2 separate regions of the Mus musculus genome follow, and region 2 is linked to region 1. A link is a contact called in public HiChIP or PLAC-seq data. All regions are on one chromosome and are shown on one strand. The core of a region is the stretch at or near the end of the contact, and the rest is flanking DNA. Distances in the headings are between cores, read along the strand shown. Region 1 holds the start of Ramp3 (receptor (calcitonin) activity modifying protein 3). Region 2 has its middle 59 kb from the start of Gm11981.

Region 1 (5,175 bases), core at 1,721-4,220:
GGCCACAGTGCCTTGAATTGGGAAGTTGGTCTAAAGGCTGGTGAACGATGTCGGGGTAAGAGAACCCTAGAGCACAAGATGCAGGCTCAAGACGGCTCAGCCTGACGAGTCTGAGAATATAGATGCGTGCACACATGTGTGGGAGGAGTGGCCATTCCCGTTGTAGATGGAAAAACAGCAAAGATCAACAGCAACCTTGGCAACCTCACTGGTGGGCTGAGAGGTGTACGAGGGATGCAGTAGCTATTGTGGGGCCTCCTGACCCACGGTGGCTCCAGGAGTTCCAAGGCTCATCAATTAATATGCTCTTGTCCTCAGAGTGATGGCCCCAGCAGATGGCCAGCATTTCTGACATTTACAGAGCTCCAGCTCACGGACATTCTGACTTTAGGCACCAGCCGAGTGGTCTCGCTCCAGCCCCATGCTTCACTTCCTCAGGTCCTGTTCTGCCAGGACAACCCATCTTCATCTCTAGTGTGTTCATCACCTCACCTGCCGAAAACCCTAGGGCAGGGGAATTCGTCCTGCTCTAGTGTGTGGGGCAGGTTTGGTTGGCATTGCTCAAGCCCTATCCTCAACCATGTTCCTGTCGGGTCTGGACCATCAGGTAAGCTCTCTACCCTAGGGATGCCGTACACAGCTTGGGTTTTCCCCCAAGCCAGCCCTACCGAGTGCTGAGCAAGGAAATGAGTGCTCCATGTTATTAATCACTTACTGCCGCTGAGCCTGAGGGTCACAGCCATCAGAGACGGATGCCTGCTTCAGGCCAGGAGTCAGGATCTTGTGGAAGAGCAATGGGAGTCTGTGACAGCCATGAGTCCCTTGTCATGTCCTCAGAGGCTTCTCCACAGTGACTGCTATCTCCGAGAGGGAATTCTGTCTCTCAGCCCTGTATCCCTATGGTCACAGGATCTCTGTGGTGGACAGACTGTCAAAGGCAGCTTGGCTCTGACCAGCCCTGGCTCACACTGTCCTGCTTGACACCGCTGGGGTCCCAGGGGTCAGTCAGTCATTATGTAGAATAGAGAGCAGGATCTGGACAGGTCTGGAGAGAGGAGCCGTGACTCCGAGTGAAGGAGACAGTTCTGTACCATGCCACATGTGCAGCCTAGCCAGGGCCCGGGGGCCCGGGAGGGAGGGGGATGGGAAGAGCGGGCGGTCCCTACGTCAGGAAGGCTGAATGGTGGCTATGGCACTGACCTCCCTTTGGTACCGTCCTTCCTCATCTGCTTTGAAGGTGTGACATAGGCTGCGGCTCAGCAGGATTAGAGGCCCTTGGGGCATACCAGGGGCATGGGCAGCCCTGTGTAGCTGAGGTGTTGGGACTCACCTCTGTGGACTGAGTGAGCTTTCTCCACAGCAGAGCCAGTGAGCAGGTCCTGCATTCAGCTGCCCGAGTAGTGCCCACCCGAGGTGTGCGTTCGTCATTGCTGACGATAGTCAAGGTGGTACAGAGTCTGCCTTCCCGTTTCTGACTTCAGGTTGTGGGACAATCAGCCCTCTATAAGAGCAACCTGCTGGCTTATCCTTTTTGTCCTGATTAGCGCCCCCTCCCCTTAGCACAGGGGCAGGGATAATGGCCTAGATGTTGGCCCCTCTTGAAGGAGGATGACTGACCAAGTTAAATCAGTTTTACTTTTAATTAGACTCCTTTGTTATTGCTGTAGCAAGCCCAGGCTTCCTAGGTTCTCTTTGCTAACTGGTTTTTAAAAATGCTATTTTTTTTAATCTTTAAGATTTCTTTGGTTTATATGTATGGGTGTGCACAATTGCGTGCGGCACCCTCAGAGGCCAGAACGAACTGGATCCCATGGAGCTGGCGATACAGATGATCATGCGCTACCTCCAGTACCTGTGGGAACCAAACCCAGGTCCCCTGTAAGTGCCCTTAACCACTGTGACATCTCTTCAGCCCTAAAGTAGTTACAGGGTTTTGTTTGTTTATTTGCTTGTTTGTTTTTGTTTCTGGCTTCGACCAGAATTTTCTCAGTGAAAATTCACAGAAAGTTGTAGTGAGCCTTTCTAGGTCAGGAAAGGTGAGCTGAGCTCAGTGATGGGGCGTGGGAGACAGAAGTGCTTGTTTAGGTGGGGAAAGCCATCCTCCCAGGTCTGGGCCTTAGCTCTCAGACCAGCAAGTGCTTTCCTGGGGGACAATAAGCTTTGGAGGACAAAGAGGTCTGCTTTTCTCTTTCTGAGGAGTGGTCCCAACATTGGGAACAGGAAGCTGTCCTGGGCTTGAGGGACAGATGTAGTCTATGGTGGGAGAAACTGAGGCCTTTTCTTTTCTTTCTACCTGCTGATTCCAGAAGCCAGGTCCTTGGAGGCCCCGTCACTGACCCGCCTGCCCTCAGTTAGCTTCAGACTTAGCCATTTGTGTTTGCATGTGTGCACACCCAAGCTCCCCTCCCCAGTGCCTCAGTCTGGAAGAATGCCCCCCCCCCCCCCATCTGCTCAGCAACCCACTTCATGCCCTTCTCTGTCCCTTGGAGACAGGCAGGGCTCTCAGACTTGTCTCTGCTTAAATTTATGTGCCTGGCTTAGGGGGGTCCCACAGGACCTGCAAGGATGAACCCCGGGTTTCTCCGAGTTCAACCTCTTGTCTGTCTTCTGCCTGGCTCCCCTCTATCAACCTGTACTGCATAACTCCCTTCATTTCTCCAGCTTGCTTCCCAGTTTGACACTGAGGTTAATCCGGCTCATCCCCAGACCAAACCTGCAGTCTTCCGGTTAGAACCCCTTCTCCATTCCCGCCACGCTGGACTGGCTCTCCCACCCGACTGCACTTCCCCTTCCTCTGTTCCAGTCTATATCCCAACGCGACCCCCACCTCCTGTCCCCACCACCTGCCCCTCCAGAGAGAAGCTGAGAATTCTAGGCAACGGAGGGAGTCAGGGGCGGGGTGGGGGCGTGGCCTGGGTTGGGGCTCTCCGAGGTCCCGCCCTGGTCCCGCCCCAAGCCTCTTACCTCCGAATGTCGCTGTTGCTGCAAGCCGGCTGCATCTTAGTTGGCCATGAAGACCCCAGCACAGCGGCTGCACCTTCTTCCACTGTTGTTGCTGCTTTGTGGTAAGGAGACATTTGGGTCGGGGTACTCCATCTCCTCGGGTCCTTGGGACCCACGCGGACTCTCTCCTTCCCGCGTCCAGCCTAGGCTGCGCTCTTCCCCCCCCCCCCCCCCCCCCAGAGTTTGGAAAAGACACAGGCACGCTGACTCCAGCACATCCTGCAGGTTTTGTGGAGGGTCTTCATAACTCCTCCAACCTTAGAAGAGCTGAGGGAAAAGGCTTTGAGCTGCAAGGGCTGCACAGTTCCCTGTGGGGTAGAGATATTCTGGGGTCCAGGGAAGGGTCTTTGGTGAGGTAGTGAGTTTCTTTCCCATCCTGCCCCGGGCACATGGCACACAGGTGCAGGTAGCTAGAATCCTTTTCCAGTGAGAAAATCGGACTCAGGGAGAAACATTGCTTTCACAAGATAGAAATGGGATAAATATTAAGCTTGTTTTGAAAGGGGTGTGGAGGGAATAAAGTTAGTAGGGAGACATATTAAAGGAGCCTGAGGGAGTTTAATGGGGCGGGGAGAGTAGGAGTGGATATGCTCAAAATACTTTGTATACATATGTAAAATTTCAAAGAATAAAAAGTGAAGTATCTTACTGAAGAAGTTACCCAAGGATAAATAAGAGGATACATGTATGTGTATGTGTATGTGTATATGCTTGTGTACACACATGTATGCATGTACCTGTGGCTCTGGGTGTGCCTGATTGTATCTGTGTGCCTGTGTGGGCATGTGTGTGCATGAGTGCCTGTGGAAGGGTTTGATAGGAGAGGGCTTGCTGGGCAAGGCCAGTGCTTGGCTAGAACTGTGAGGGAAGCTGTTGGCAGGAGGGGGCTCTGTCCTCCAGGAGGAGGGGCTCTGTCCTCCAGGAGGAGGGGCTCTATCCTCCCTCCAGGTGGAGGGGCTCTGTCCTCCAGGGCCATGGTCCCGAGTTTTCCTTACTCTCCTGGTTCAGCCTCCTTGGCTGTAAGATGAAGTTGGACCTGTTTGTAGTGTCTTCCTCAGTGTTGATGACTTGGGATGCGGTCTGGGAGTTGGGACAGAGGTGGGCCAGACTCAACAATTAGTTCTCTCCCTTTGAAGAGGTCTCTGCTTACAGAGTGAGACCATTTTTCGTGTTCTACAGTGGGCGCTCAGGCTGGGGTAGTTTTATGTTGAAGGCTGGGACTGTGACCACCTCCAGAAGGCAGTGAGCTGTTTTGGGATTTCAGCAAGCCTCCAGTGCAAGGCTCCCCTGGTGAGGAGTTTGGTTTCTAGAGGAAGGAGGTCCAGAGTTTATCTGGAAGGAAACCATGTCTCTCCTGACTGTTTCTAGTATGGAACTGGGAAGCAACACAGACAGAAACCTCATGAAATTGTAGCAATCCTGGTCCCCAATGGCCACCTTTCCATCCTACTGTGGAAGTCCCCACAGTCCCCAACAGCCACCTCCCTATCCTACTGTGGAAGTCCCCACTGTCCTCACCCATGGGACCAGGCTTCTTAGTGGCCGGTCAGGTTCAGCCTTCTCACAGACCTGGCTACAGTGAGTCTGGCCAGCCCGGGAGTCAGAGATGAAACATGTACTGTCACACGCAGTCTGGCCAAGGTGGGGTCTGAGCTCTGCAAGGGATGAGCTGAGCTTCCTAGCTCCCAGGAACGCTGACTGCCACCTATGCTTTGTTGACACTGTGATGTCTGGAACTCTAGATTCTGAGCCTAGTCACTGTAGAGAACAGCATCAGGAGAGCCTTTGTTTCCAAACAATAAAGGTCTCGGCCTGTGGGGCTTCCTTGAAATTCTAACGTACTCTACAGGGACACTTTGATGCTTCTCAGGGTCCTGGGATGAGGAGTCCAGCAGGTAGGTATCCACCTATTGGCTCTTAGCCTCAGTTTCCCTGTTGTTGGCCTGAGTGTAGCTGTGGAGTGCTGCTGTACGGACTGGCTTGAGTCAGTTAAGTTTGGCCCAGTCACTCTGTGGTGGAGCCGAAATGCTCATGGAAAAGCAGAGGCCGCTCCTGGTATATGTGTTCCTGTCACCATGAGTGAGAGCACCCGGGATCTGTGTGTGCACGCATGTGTGCGCGCGTGTGTGCCCACATGTGTGTCTGGGAATGTGAACACAGTGCCCCAATTTT
Region 2 (5,078 bases), core at 913-3,412, 120 kb after region 1:
GTCTCTCACCCCAATCATTAATCAAGAAAATCCCCTACAGTCTTGCCTGCTGGTCAGTCTGATGGAGGCAGTTCCTCACCTGAGGTTTCCTGGTGACTCAAGCTTGTGTCAAGTTGACAAAAGAACTAACAAAAGCAATTTTCTCTTGGGAGGAAGGGTGCTGGGGATTGAACCCAGGGCCTTGTGAATGCTAGGTGAACACTATTATTAAGCTATACCACAGGCCAATTCCATGCATTATTGCAAATTATTGGGGCACACATAGTTTTCAAATGTCAGCAATGTCAAAGGCCATCCTTGATATGCTGTGTGTCATGAGAGGACATGTTTAACAAGATTGGTGCTGACAGGCATATTTGGGGCAGCGAGACTGTGGAGCTATTGGGCTGCTTCACCGACTCATGGCCATAGCCATGAGCACGTTGGTAATAGCCGCTCACTCATATTCTGCCCCAGGTCCAGCTTTTAGCAGTCTGGGGGTCTCCTGTCTTCTGTTCTCATGTGCTTCTGTTGCAATGGACAGACTGTTCTTGTTGATGGTCTCCACCATGTCATCACCTCTAAGTCCTTGGTCAGTGTGAGTCTTCTAACTTGAGTGGAAAGTGCCAGGAGACCCCAGGACTTGGTGGCTCAGAGCAGCACTGCAGGTAAGTCCAATGAGCGAAGGAAGGGACGGGAGGGACGAACCCCACTGCTTCTTGCTCCTTCCACATCTCAGCTCTGTGTCTCGTGGCTTTAGATCTTACTAAAGTGAGGCGCATGCATGTGTGTGCATGCACACACATACATACACACATGCACATAAAAAAATGTTTACTAAATGACCCAAGGAGTAAAATTTAAAAAAAAAAAAAGGAAAATCTACATCCAAGCAACCAAACCAATTTATTCAATAAAGTCATAGCATGGGAAATGATGGAGATAATTTTGTTTTGTCTTGCAACAGGACCTGTCTTAGGGTTTCTGTTGGTGTGATAAACATTATGGCTGAGGTAGTTTGAATAGGTATGGGCTCCATAGACAAGTGTTTGAATGCTTGGCCATAGGGAGTGGCACTATTAGTAGGTGTGGTCTTGTTGGAGTGGGTGTGGTCTTGTTGGAGTGGGTGTGGTCTTGTTGGAGGAAGTGTGCCATTGTTGGGGGCAGGCTTGCAGGTCTCCTATGCTCAAGCTCTGTCAAGTGTGGCACATAGTCTCCTTCTGCTGCCTTCAGATGAAGATGTAGAACTCTCAGTTCCTCCAGCACCATGTCTGCCTGGACGCTGCCATGTTTCCCACTGTGATGAGAATGAACTAAACCTCTGAAACTGTAAGCCAGCCCTAATTAAATGGTTTTCTTTATACTAGTTGCCTTGTTCATGGTGTCTCTTTACAGCAATGAAACCCTAAGTAAGACAGGTCCTGTCTTAGGGATTCTATTGCTGCGATAAACACCATGGCTAAAAGCAACTTAGGAAGGAAAGGGTTTACTTCAGCTTACACTTCTGTATAGATCCATTGTAGATGGGCACCAGGGCAGGAACTCAAGGCAGGGACCTGGAAGTCGGAACTGAAGCTGCGGCCAAGGTGGAACTCTGCTTTCTGGTTTGCTCACAGGCCAGTCTGGTAGGGGCTTTTTCTCAGTTGAAGGTCCCTCTTCCCAGATGTCTTTAGTTTGTATTAAATTGACATAAAAACTGGTCAGCACATGAAAGGAGGGTCAAATCTCACCAGAAATAATTCTGAGGAGACTGGAAGAGGAGAGGCATGAAATGTGTCATGGGGAGGACCTGTTCATGGGATTGATGCTACGTATGTGCACACACACACACACACACACACACACACACACACACACACACCATTGGTGGCTTGTTCAGGTACCATGCCTTAGCTTTGTAAGCATTGAGCCTCACCATTAAGTACTGTGTGGAAATGAGACTCAACACTAAAAACCAAGGCGCCATTGGTTGGAATGGGTATAGGAAGATTACAAAACTAATTACAGTTTCTCTGCATGTCCCAGAGCACAGAAGTCACGGTCTCAATTGTGGTCTAGTGGCATTTGCTTCAGCTATTTAATTTCTGTACTTGTTGTGACAATTGCTTTGATAGAGTGCATTTGTCGAGGGTTTAAAAGTCGCAGCATTTATGGGCTTCCGGCTTTTGTGAAGGAAGACAGATTGTTGGAGTATTTGAATGTCATGATAATGAGGCTGGACCACAGGAACAATTGGTATGTTTTCATGTAATTGAGCCCATTCAGGCGCAATTGTTTGTAAGTTCTGAAATACCACCGTGACATCAGACTTTCTTAGCAATCTGCAACATCCTGCCGTGCACCCACCTAGATCAGTCTGTTTTAAAAATTCATTTCAGTGCAAATGATGCAGAGAGAATGAGTTAAAAAAGTTGGATTCAAGCTAAGATTTTGCTAATAAGACTTTCAGCCTGGAAAAGACAATTGTAAACCTGCTGATTTCTACTCTTTCCTGCTGAGCTAACAGGAAAAAAGTGAGAGGAAGGCAGAAGGTGGCTTTGCGAGGTAGGAGGGGCAAGCTCAGCTCCTCTGGGACCCAAGGACTGTAAAAACACGGTCAAAGTACTCTCACCGTGATCTGGGAACATAGGTTCAGATCTCCTTGAGAAACAGGCTCCCCTGTGGAGACAGTTACATGGATTTTGATAGCAGAAGAACAAAAGAAAGTCATAAATCAAATCATTATTTTTTTTCAAATAGGTTGGTGAGGACAATAGACAGCTGAGTTATAGGAGCTTACAGGTTCTCTGTCTGTCTGTCTGTCTGTCTGTCTGTCTCTGGGCTGAGATTCTATTTAATAACGTTCTTGAGGCTTAGGTTGGTGGAAGCCAGAAGTTTCTCTCCATTCTGAAGGCTTTACCTCATAGTTGAAAACATGCTAAGTTGGATACAGAGGTGGGCATATTTATTAATACATATTTTATACATATTTATTAAAGGGACCAAAGGTAACCCGAGGTCATTCTGATTATGACTTGCCATCGCTCCTCTAGACACTCACAGACGTGTAGTCCGTTAGCTTTATAGAGTCCTTTCACATCAGTGTGGCTTTCCCGCACTGGGACCTTCATCTCACAGGTCAGCTTGTTGGTCAAACATCACCATTTGTACATGTGGAGGGCAAATACTGCTCTGTGTCCTCCACTGCTAGGAAAACTCATTCCTAGGGTCTGATAAGTGTGGGGCTGAGTGAAGGGTTCATTTCACTTTACGGCTAGAGTGCATTATTGAAGAAAGCCAGGGCAAGAACTCAAGGCAGGAACTGGAGCAGATACCGTGGAGAAACCGTGCTTGCTCAGCATTTTTATTATACAAGCCAGGACCTGCCCAGGGGTGGTACCACCCAGAGTGGGCCAGGCCCTCTTACACCAACCAATAATCAATAAATATCGCACAGACTTGCCTACAGGCCAATTTGACGGGGTCATTTCCTCCCTCTTCCCAGATGACTGTAGCTTGTGACAGAAAACTAACCAACAGTGTTAACCAGTAAGAAAGAGGGCTTGGGATCATATTACAATTGTCCACTCTCATCTGGGTCATTGTGTGTGTGTGTGTGTGTGTGTGTGTGTGTGTGTTTGACAAAATAATCAAAACCTGTAGGTCCTAAAGAAGCAGACATCCCTAAAGTCACACTCTGTATGTAGTTACGTGCATAGATTCTATGAAATGGAATGTTTGATGTTTAGGGCATTTGGAACACTTATTATTATTTTTAGAATTAATTTTTTATTAGGTATTTTCTTCATTTACATTTCCAATGCTATCCAAAAAGTCCCCAATATACTCCCCCCCCCCCCCCACTCCCCTACCCACCCACTCCCATTTTTTGGCCCTGGCGTTCCCCTGTACTGGGGCATATAAAGTTTGCAAGTCCAATGGTCCTCTCTTTCCAGTGATGGCTGACTAGGCCATCTTTTGATACTATTATTATTATTTTTCAATTTGCTATTTTTATTAAAAGAACAGCAAATGCAGAGAGAGCCAAGGTGAGAAAGAGAAGGGTAAAAAGCTAAGCAACCTTCCACAGAAAGGAAGTGAGTGAAGACAGTAAAAGGGCGTGGCTCCAGGAAAGGACAAACTATGGCTGCTGGGGACAGGTTCTCCACAGGCAAGGATTTAACGAACGAAACTCATCTTTGATTTGAAGTGGGCTGCTGTTGCTTTGATTTTGGGGGGGGGGGTGTCTCATGTCAGTCCTTGCATAGTGCCCCACATCCATAAAAAAGAACCTCGTGGAGAAACACACCTTGCTTTGTTTCTAACTCTGGAAGTCAACACAGGTAAAGTGATACACAAACTACTGATGAATCTTAGCTGGAGATGGATAAAACTAATCATATCCAAAAGCCATGATTATTCAAACAGATCTAATACTGGAAAACATGCAATGCAAGGGAACCCCTGACTCTCTAGAGCCCAGCCTCCTGAGCACAGGGCATGGTAAGCCAGCGTGATAGGGGCCTTCGTTCTTCCTTCCTTTCCTGCCAGTTGGAAATCATTGGAGCACTTGCTTCTCTGCCCAACCTTTATACACAATATGGAGCTACAGGAAGCGCCTGGGAGGGAACGTTATGATGGAAAGAAACAGAAGATGCATCAGTTTTCCTAGGTGCTGGTAGCAAATTTTCAGAGAAGAACAAGTCACTCGAGGACATGCATGGAGGACGGAAGGCAAGCAGGACATGGGAAATGACATGTCCAAAGATGGGACTTCAACAGTTAGGTGAACAAAACACGGGCACTCTTCACCAGCAACACAACCTGGTGTGAAGCTGAAGTGGGTCAAGCCTCCTGCCGTCTTCACGCATCCGCGTTCCTGAGAGCCTGTTTGGACTTCTGCTTGAGAGGAAGGCAGGGCTGTGTGCTCTTCTTCCATAATTCACTTCCTCATTCAAACAAAAAATCCACTCCTTCACCTCCTGGGTGGGAGGCAGAGGCCTTTGTTTTCAACTAAAGCCAATCTCAGATGATTGGCCACGCTGTCCAAAGGCTACCCGATGACAGAGTGAGAAGAACCAAGGGTTCCGCGGTCTTCACAGCAGTTCTGAGATGGCTCC

The links. HiChIP or PLAC-seq counts read pairs in DNA pulled down with a chosen protein or histone mark.
Region 2: an H3K27ac HiChIP or PLAC-seq map of embryonic stem cells shows a contact between it and region 1, with 6 read pairs. The contact joins the enhancer-like site here to the promoter of Ramp3 in region 1. A contact is called at or near these places in 28 of 39 promoter capture datasets (the 3T3-L1 cell line, 3T3-L1-derived adipocytes, the C10 cell line and 17 more), 49 of 484 Hi-C or Micro-C datasets (B cells, the Ba/F3 cell line, the C2C12 cell line and 28 more), 18 of 115 datasets of contacts at active chromatin or transcription factors (the 230-238 cell line, astrocytes, bone marrow-derived macrophages and 8 more) and 3 of 9 other capture datasets (adipose tissue, liver and pancreatic islet).

The regions. Positions count from the first base shown.
Region 1 is chr11:6,655,563-6,660,737 of GRCm38.p6, forward strand. It overlaps Ramp3 (receptor (calcitonin) activity modifying protein 3), which reads left to right and starts at 2,971. Exons shown (of 3, transcript NM_019511.3): 1 at 2,971-3,065. The coding sequence starts at 3,011. It also overlaps the pseudogene Gm11978.
Region 2 is chr11:6,776,624-6,781,701 of GRCm38.p6, forward strand. It overlaps the pseudogene Gm11977. Among named protein-coding and RNA genes, the nearest start is that of Gm11981, 59 kb to the left of the region's middle. Within about 2 kb of position 2,163, at least 9 of the 459 cell types and tissues checked have an H3K27ac peak or open chromatin away from gene starts, as enhancers often do. A contact at or near this core is called in embryonic stem cells, where this site is marked.